2 separate regions of the Mus musculus genome follow, and region 1 is linked to region 2. The links are chromatin contacts, called in public Hi-C maps. All regions are on one chromosome and are shown on one strand. Each heading gives the region's core, a stretch centred on a gene start, on an enhancer-like site or on the middle of the called end of the contact. The rest is flanking DNA. Distances are from core to core; before and after follow the strand shown.

The links. Hi-C and Micro-C count contacts between places; a contact is called where the count stands out from the background.
Region 1: a contact with region 2 is called in a Hi-C map of the N1E-115 cell line, with 1.9 times the contacts expected there. The contact joins the enhancer-like site here to the promoter of Selenon in region 2. A contact is called at or near these places in 3 of 484 Hi-C or Micro-C datasets (the N1E-115 cell line, bone marrow-derived macrophages and muscle stem cells), 4 of 115 datasets of contacts at active chromatin or transcription factors (the HPC-7 cell line, bone marrow-derived macrophages, embryonic stem cells and 1 more) and 3 of 9 other capture datasets (adipose tissue, embryonic stem cells and pancreatic islet).

Annotation. Positions count from the first base shown.
Region 1 is chr4:134,598,631-134,603,243 of GRCm38.p6, forward strand. All of the region lies in intron 2 of Man1c1 (mannosidase, alpha, class 1C, member 1), which reads right to left. Among named protein-coding and RNA genes, the nearest start is that of Gm42326, 8.7 kb to the left of the region's middle. Within about 2 kb of position 2,956, at least 71 of the 459 cell types and tissues checked have an H3K27ac peak or open chromatin away from gene starts, as enhancers often do. A contact at or near this core is called in the HPC-7 cell line, the N1E-115 cell line and muscle stem cells, where this site is marked.
Region 2 is chr4:134,550,454-134,555,216 of GRCm38.p6, forward strand. Selenon (selenoprotein N) reads right to left here and starts at 1,713. Exons shown (of 12, transcript NM_029100.2): 1 at 1,484-1,713; 2 at 964-1,081. The coding sequence starts at 1,666.

The DNA.
Region 1 (4,613 bases), core at 1,706-4,205, 49 kb after region 2:
GCCCTTGCCTTCATGGATTTGTACAAATGATCTCCCTGTATCATGATAGGTTAGTAGCTTGCTTCCCACACAGCCTTCCCTGATTCCACCCGTGAACCTGTTCCCACTCAGGGCATGTGCACAACACTCTCTTGGGCCATTTTCCTTGTATCTTTCTCTCCAATGAATGCTCAAAGGTTAAAGAGGGTTCCTCTGTCTCTCTGTCCCTCTCACATTGAACCTTGCAGTCTTGTTTCCAAGCAGCCTAAAGGCCAGAGCTCTGCGCAAAGGCCCAGTGTCCATTCCCGGGGTCTCCTCATACATGCTCCTCTACCAACCCTTGCTCCCACCACCCTTGTGGCAGCCTGGGTCCACCTCGATGGCCCTCGGCACCTCTCTGACTCCCATAGCCTTGTGTGCATGACATTGCACCTTCTGCTGTGTTCTCTGAGAAACAATCCCTGGTGCCTCTGGCATAAAGACCCCCATTCCTGTTGGTTCACCCCCAAGCATACACACACTAAACAAACAAACAAACAAACAAACAAACAAACAAACAAATGTAATAATGAAGAAGCTGGGTTGGCACGCTTTTACAGTCCCTGTGCTGGGGAGAGCTGGGGTTAGGTTTAGCCTTTATTCTTGCTGGCAGTGGTGGTATACTGCTTTAGTTCTAGCACTCAGGAAGCAGAAGTAGGCTGATGTCTATGAGTTCAAGGCCAGCTTGATTTACACAGTTCCAGGGAAGCCAGAGCTAGAGAGTGAGGCCTTGTCTAAACACCACACACACACACACACACACACACACACACACACACCTCCCTACCCCACCCACAGACATTCTTGTGGAATAATGACAGACAGGAGGCTGCCCGGGACTCAGTGCAGAGTCAGTCTAACCTAATCAATGAACCCCAGGCCAAGGACAGACTAGGTCTCAAAACCCAAGCTGGACAACACCAAAGAGGATCAACACTCAAGACCATTCATCCTCTGGCCTCCACGGGCCTCACCGCACCTCACACAGAGCTGCCTGTTGAGAGGAGTGAGAACTTCTGGCCCCAGCACCTCCTCTCAGGGCCAGGGCCACCTTCACAGAGCTACTTGCCTGGTCTGTGTCCCCACCAGCTCTGCCGTATAATAATGATGTCTTTTATGTGATGTTATATTAACAGAGAGAAATGGGTCAGGCTGGGCAACTCCAGCTCCCGGAAGAACATTTAGAAGGAAAAAAAATGACCCAAGGCCTCGCCTATTACTGCGTCTCCCCGGAGCCACGCACTAATGGCTGTGTTTAATTTAATGATACAATCCGCAGAGACTTCTCTTGATCTGCAGTGAAACAACACGGACATCTTTTCTCGGCTGCCACAGAGAGCAGGGTGGCTGTGTGTGGCAGACTGGAATTTTTACAGATGGGGACCAAAGGCAGTGCTTGCCCGTGACAGTGAGGCTTCCTGGGGTGTGGACGCTCCTTGCTTGGCTTTACCCCAACACCTGGGCAGGACAGGTAATGACTCGGACCCACAGAATAAAGAATGTGAGGATATGTTGGTTTCTAGGCCAGCCTTAAGAAATTGGCAGCTCTCCTGCCTCTGTGAGGGACAGATGCCATATTGTCGGGGAGCCCAAGACAGCCACTAGGACTCCATGTACATTTATCCCGACTGACAGTCCCACCAGAGGTCTGGCCAACAACTGGCATGGATTCCAGACACATGAATGAAAAGCCTCCGCCTCCAACCTACGCAGCTGAGCGCCTGCGCACAAGGTGCAAAGAAGAGCCATCCATGCTGTGCCTTCTGAGAATTCCTGACCTGTCTGATCTGACGGTCTCATCAAATAACCATTGAATTCAGGAGCAACAAAGGCTCCTGGGAAGTTCTGTCACATGAGTTTCTAGGAAGATCCACTAAAGTGGTACCTGCCCCATCCCTACCCCCGCCCACACCACAAAGCATATGGCACACTGTCAAAAAAAAAAAAAAAAAAAAACCACTGTTTTGTAGGAGGAAGCCTTTCAGTTGCACAGAAAGCTTCTGTTTCCTTCCCTAAGTAGCCCAGGCTAGCCTCAAGCAACTGGTCCTCCTGCCTTGGCTTCCTGAGTGCTGGGATTCCAGCGCATACCACCCACACAGTAGCCTTTCTATTCCTACGTGGTCTGGGTTTCTTTTTTTTTTCTTTCTTTCTTGGAATGTTTATGATGCTATTTCCTGGGTCACTCGAATTGCTCTCAGAGGCTGTTTCCAGGCAAAAGCTTCTTGGAGATTCTGGGAGGAAAACCGTTATTAGGAACTATTCCCGGAATCCAGAACTCGCTAGAAGCTGAGAAACACAACACTTGCTTAGTCTGCTCTGCCCACGCCATTGGCCTATTTAAAGGCCCCGTTCCTTCTGTTCTAACTCCTGATGCATTGAGCAAAGATGCAGTCCAGGCCTTGTAGCCTCCGCAGGATACCTCTGTTACCCACTCTGCAAGGGATGCTCTGTCCCAACCACATATTGCCAGCAGAACCCTGGGTTTGCTCAGGGCATCCATTTGCACAGGTCTCTGTGCCTGGCATGCCTTTTGCTAAGGTTCCAGGTGCCGCCCACATCCTAGGAATATAAAGTCCAATGCAACAGTGTTGCAGGTGGGACCTAGGAGATAAGGAGGTCCTGCAGTCTCTGTTTACAGTGTATCTAGCCTCTGTTCAAGAATGCAGTTATCACAGGAGTTGGTTAGTTAGTTATCTCAGCCATGGGTCCTGGTCAGTGGATGAATCTGGCCCCCTCCCTCTCTGTTGCTCTTCTGCTATGGGATGACAGTAGGAGACGCCAGTTGCATGATGCTCCCAGATCCTGGCTCCGTTTTGACACCCCAGGAAATGAATGCCGGTGGAGTGTGAAACCTGATAAACACCCATGACCAGCAAGACCTCATCAGAACTGCCTCCCCCCCAACCCCCCTCTCCCGTGCTCACTTCCTGCCAGGCACTGCAGTGCCACACACTGCTCTCTGAAGCCTCGTGACAGCTCTCAAATTGTCTCAATCTCACAGATGAGGATCAAGGCTTGTCGGATTAAGTCACTTATTCAAGATTCATCCATCCATTCAGCCCCACTCTGCTCTCAGGGTGCTGGGGCCTGGCACAGGAGTTCCATGGGAAGAAAGGTGCCACGACCCATGCCTAAGCTCCTGTACGAGTGTTGGGTGACTCCTGGGTGAATGTGAACACACACTCCCTGAGCCCAGGCAGGGTCCCGGTGACACACCGAAGAAACACACTCACTATGGCTTGGTGAATCAGAGGCGAATGGGGCTTTCTTACTAGAGTGGTGGCCCTAAAATAGCTGTGTCATATAGAAGTTCCACCCCAGCACAGGTGGCAACCTCCTAAAATCTGCAGAGTTCCCTCTTCAACCAACACCCCTTTCTACTAACAGTGTCTTCTGAGACCTCATGTATAGGATTACGGGCAGCCAGAGGGCAGGGGCAGAGGTCTACAGCACAGGGGAGGAGGGTAGCTGAATGGGGCTGCGTTGGAGGGTGGTGCGCTTTGGTTAGGAAGTGCTGTGTCCATTTGATAAGAGCTTAAGGAGTACGGAGGGGAGAGGGCAAGGTGTGGCAGGAAGCAAGCACGCTCTGCATACACCGGAGGATGGGAAATCCTAGCAAGTTTGTGATGGTTCAAGTTCTCCGTGCAAGTAGAAGGCATGGAGAAAGAGGGAAAGCAGCAGCTGGAGAGGGGGTCACACCCAGGCTGCACAGGGCCATGGGGGCTATGGGAAGGGGATCTAGCTAGCTTAGGACCAGATGTGATGGACTGCTGTATAAAGAGTGGTCTGGAGTGGACCCAGAAGAGACCTTCAGCAGAGCTATGATATGAGTCTGGGGTGTGCCCAATAGTCACTCAGGGTTGTGTAAGTGTGTGCGTGTGCGTGTGCGTGTGTGTGTGTGTGTGTGTGTGTGTGCATGTGTGTGTTGGCAGGAATAACTTAAGCTTTAAGGCCTCTCACCCTCCTGCAGATCGGCATAGTTAGCAAGCTGTATCTCTATCCTGCTAGGAGAGCCTCAATCTGCCTGTAACGGGAGGGTCTCCTCATCCCAGTGCAGTTACAGACCCTGTCTGGCATACACTATGGCCACACAGGGCTATGTATTGATTACTATGCATTCCCTCTTACTCCATGGGCCAGAGCCAAGCAGCACAGATGTGTGGATCTGATAACCAGATGAATACTCATTAGACTGCAATCAGAGGGGCCCCATTTACCCCCAAGATACACACGGAGATGGCAGAAGTAGCCAGGGAGGTGGAGAGACTGGTACAGAGCTGAGTCCCTGGGGGCAGTCCTTCCAGCAACAGAGAATGGGTAGAACTCTGGAGACACCAAGGAAACTTGACTCTAGTGTTCATGTGCTGCCTCAGTTTCACTATCTGTATAAAAGGAACAATGGTACCTCTACCTGTTAAGCTGCCCTGGGGGCTAGAGAGCCCACAGAACTCGGGCTACAGCATCTGGGCTGCACTGCCATTCCTGGCTGTGGTGCTGGGGACAGAACCCAGGCCCTCACACACACTGGCAAATACTCTACCCCTAAGGGGTACCCCTGAGCCTTGACAGCACACACACACGCTTTCTGACAACTT
Region 2 (4,763 bases), core at 463-2,962:
TGCCTGGCTTATACGGCTTAGTGAGACCCTGTCTCAAAAGCTTGGGCATGTAGCTCAGTGGGAAAACGTTTACATAGCATAAGCTCTGTGTTCAGTCTCAATAAGGAAGATGGCTCCCTTGATAAAGCACTAGCCTCACAAGCATGAGATCAGACCCCTAGAGGCCATGTAAAAAGCCAGGCAGGATCAGAGATAAACCTGTCACCCCAGCACCAGGACAGGGGAGCAAAAGGATCACTGGCCGCTTGCTGGCCACCAGCCTGGCATCCGTGGAAGAGTTCCAGGCTAAGGAGAGACTCTGCCTCAAACAAACAGTGGAAGGCACCTGGGCACTGACCCTCGAGGCTGTCCTCTGTCATAGGCACACCGTACATGAGCACAGAGCTCACAAGTGCACTGACACACAGCCTGGACGGGAGGGACAAGCACTTTATAATTCATTCATTCGAGACTCCGATTATCCTCCTCCCATTTATCGTAAGGAAATCCGCACCTGGGCAGCACTGGCTGGCGACTAGGAATTATACAACCTAGGCTTTAGAGCAGTGCCAGCAGCTGTGACTCCTTCCTGTTTGTGACTGTCTGCATATTGGCCATTGCACACACAGTCTCTGAAATCCTTAACCCTGTGAGTCAGGTCAGGTCTAACCTGGCTCTGTCGTCTTCTAGCCTGGCAAGAGGGTCAATCTGCCTGCATCTTCATCGCTTCAAATACAGCTTAGCCTGACAGCAGCCACGGCCCCAGGCGTGGGACAGGTGTAAAGGCTGCATCCTCTTTCAAGGCTTCAATTTGAGGATGTGGCCTGGCAGGTGGCCGGAGGAATGCTACTGTCACCATTGAAATGGGATTGGGTGCTACGGCAACTCAGGTACCCACCAGCCCGAAAGTGGTGAGGGGGTGTGGGCTCGGGGCCCGGGCCCAATTCCTTTTAGGTTTCCCTGAGTGCCCAGCCTCTCTGGTACCTGTCAGTTTCTCCGCAATGGGTTTGAATTCCTCCGGACTGATGTACATATCCTGGTCAGTGTCCAGCGAGGAAAAGAGAAAGAGGCCATCTGTCCCCAGGACCTTTAATGCCGATTCCTGCTGGGAAGGAAGGAGCTGAGCTAAGCATCACCATGGGCCCCAAACTCTCCATCCCAGTCCCTGAAGCAGGGAGCTGCTTCCTGCTACAGTGGCTCCTGCCATTCTTTTCCAGAGTCCCCTCCACACTTGCCAGCCCATTTGCTCAAATGTCACTTCCCAACAGTCCCAGAGTTCCTTGTCCCCTTTTCAGTCGCGTCTGGTCCCAGCTTCACTCCACGTCTTCATCCATTGTCTACTCCGAGTTCCCTCCCTCCTCTCCCAAAGGCCCGGTCCTACTTTTTACCCTGTCCTGGCCATTGTCCCCTCCGGCCTCCCCACTTCCCCCCTTCCCTGGTGCGGGGTAGAGCTTTGCTCTGCGCCTCTTTCTGCAGCCACTGTCCCCCTCCTGTCCCCTCCGACCTGCCGCGCGGCCGCCTGGGCGTCGGCGAGGAGCGCGCAGGCCCGGGCAGCGGCGACAGCGGCGGCGGCCGCCAGCAGGGCTCCGAGCAGCGCCAGGGCGCGGGCGCGGCGGCGTGGAGGCGCGGGCTGAGCGCCGGGGTCCGGGCTGTGCGGGCGGCGCGCTGCGGGCCTGGCCTGGCCCATGGCGGCGGCTCCGGGGATCCCGGCGGCTGCAGGGAAGGGGATCGCACGGCGCGGGGCGGGCGGCGCGGGGCGGGGCGGAGCTGGGAGGGAGGGCGTCAGCAGGGTGGACTGCCGGCCCATCACTGCCGGGGAAAGAGGGAGGTCCCGAGGGCACAGCGCCTGCTCAGCCGGTCCATAGGCCCTCTACCTCGCCGCTTCCAAAATAAATAAAATAATAAATAAATAAATAAATTCTTTTAGACATCCTTTCACTCTGTAGCTCAGGCAAGCCTGAAACTCGCTGTGTTGTCCAAGCTGACCCTGAACTTGTGATGCTCCTCCTGTCTTCTGAGCCTCCAAGTATAATCACCCTCATCCCTGCGCACACACACAGGCTATGATCACCCTCATCCCTGCACACACAGGCTATGATCACCCTCATCCCTGCACACACAGGCTCTTTCCCTTTCTCCCTCCCTTCCATCCAAAGTTCAGTTAGTTCTGCAAAATGTGTGTGCCATAGTGAAAGAGTGCTGTTGAAATTATGATCTAAAATATGGTTAGGACTCAAAAGAACTCCTGGGAACTGGGGAGAGGACACAGCGGGTTGTTGCAGAAGCTGATCCCTAGCACCCGTGCTAAAAAGCCAGATGTGCCCACACATTATTTAATAGGAAGGTTGAGCAGAAAAACCCTTGGGACTTGTTGGCCAGTTAGTCTAGCCAAACAGGTGAGAGACCCTGTCTCAAAAAATAAGTTGGAGAGTGATAGAGGAAGAGACCTGACATTGGCATAATACGCATACACACACACATAGTACACACATACATACACACACATAGACTCACACACGTACACATATATACATACATACATGAATATGCACATAGACTCAAACACACACATATACACATACATACATACATACATGAATATGGACACAGACTCAAACACACACATATACACATACATACATACATTCATACATACAAACATACATATACACACATAGACTCACATATACATACACACATATACACACATAGACTCATACACATACATATACACACGTACACACATACATACACACATATACATACATACATACATGAATATATACACAGACTCACCCACACATATATACACACATACACATATACACACATACACAACACACATACTCTCACACACATATACACACATATATACATATACACATATACACATACACATATACACACATATACACATACCCACATAGACTCACGTACATACACACATACATATGCACACACATAGACTCACATACATACACACATAATATGCACACACATAGACTCACATACATACACACACATGTATACAATACATACATACATACATATACATACACACATATATATATATACATACACACATATACACTCACATGCATATACATACATACACACACACACACACACACATGAATCCACTTTATAATACCAGAACAGAACATGACTGAGCAGGTTTTAGCCACACATAAAAATGGTGGCCTCCAATGATGGCTGGACCCAGCACCTCCCCTTCAGGATCCAGCTGAAGGGCTTTCTTTAGATCGCTCCTGATCACACACAGGCAGTGAGCACTGAGGCCTTCCCAGCCTCAGTGTATGGAGAGTGCCAGAGGCCCTTCTGGGGTTCAGTGAGCCAGAGCCATAGCTGCTGACTACTGCAACCCCAGTAGATGGTGTAGTACTACCAGCTAGATCTGCCTGGAGCACACTGGGCATGGAAAGGGATTAGGCAAGGAAAGGATGCAACCAGAGGAAAAGTTGTCCTCTGGGGCCATCCCCAGGGGTCCTACTTCCTGCCAGGCATCCTTTAATGACCTCAGGTTCCAAGGCCCCAAGGTGACTGCTCTTTCCCAGGGGCCAGAGGCTGTGAAGTTCTAGACTTCAGTCTTCAGGAAAGATGTGTAACCTTTGCAGACCACCATCAGGTCCTGTGCACTAGTGGCTCCCAGTGTGCATGCACAAGTGGATTCCAGGCCATTGTGTGCTAGATGGGGGTCGGCTGGCTTATAATATTGTCTTATTTTCTTCCCAGGTCACCTAGCCAAGTGAAGTTTCCTTTTTGTTTTTGTTTTTTGAAACAGGGTCTCTCTGTGTAGCCCTGGCTGCCCTGGAACTCACTCTGTAGACCAGGCTGTCCTCAAACTTAGAAATCTGCCTGCCTCTGCCTCCCAAGTGTGGGACTAAAGGCGTGCGCCACCATGCCCCAGCCAAGTCTGCCTGTTTTTTTTTTTTTTTAATGTCTTTGTTACTTTTTTTTTTTTTAGATTTATTTATTTTTATTATATATAAGTACACTGTAGCTATCTTCAGACACTCCAGAAGAGGGAGTCAGATCTCATTATGGATGGTTGTGAGCCACCATGTGGTTGCTGGGATTTGAACTTCAGACCTTCAGAAGAGCAGTCGGGTGCTCTTACCCACTGAGCCATCTCACCAGCCCTTTTTTTTTTTTTTTTTTATTGAACTCTGTTGGGGGCTGAGGAGATGCTCAGCAGTGGCTGCACAACCCCGAGGACCCAGGTTCAGATCCCCAGTACTCATGTAAGTAAATCAGTGTAGACACATCTGTAATCCCAGGGTTAAGTGGCTGCAGGCACAGGGAGGGGACAGGGGACTGGGGAAAGGGGAGGTCGGGGTGGAGGTGAGGGTGTCCCCCGAGCTCAAGAGCCAGCAAGTCTAGAAGGTCAGTGACCTCCTGAGTTCAGTGAGGTCTTGAGACACGAGATGGTGAGCATGGCTTGACTTTGCTGCTATTCTGTAGTATGTTGGCCACCCGTTGTCACCGTGCCATGAAGAGAGGGCCTTGTTTTTCCTATTCAGGGACTCCACAGTGTCCATTGGAGAGGGTGGTGGTTTGAATACGTTTGGCTCAGGGAGTGGCACTATTCAGGGTGGCCTTGTTGGAGGACGTGTGTCACTGTGGGGGTTGGCAATGAGACCCTCATCCTAACCACGAAGGATCCAGTCTTCTCCCAGGTGCCTTAGGAACAGGAGGTAGAACTCTCAGCTCCTGCAGCGCCATGTCTGCCTGGACGCTGCCATGCTCCCCCGCTTTGATGATAA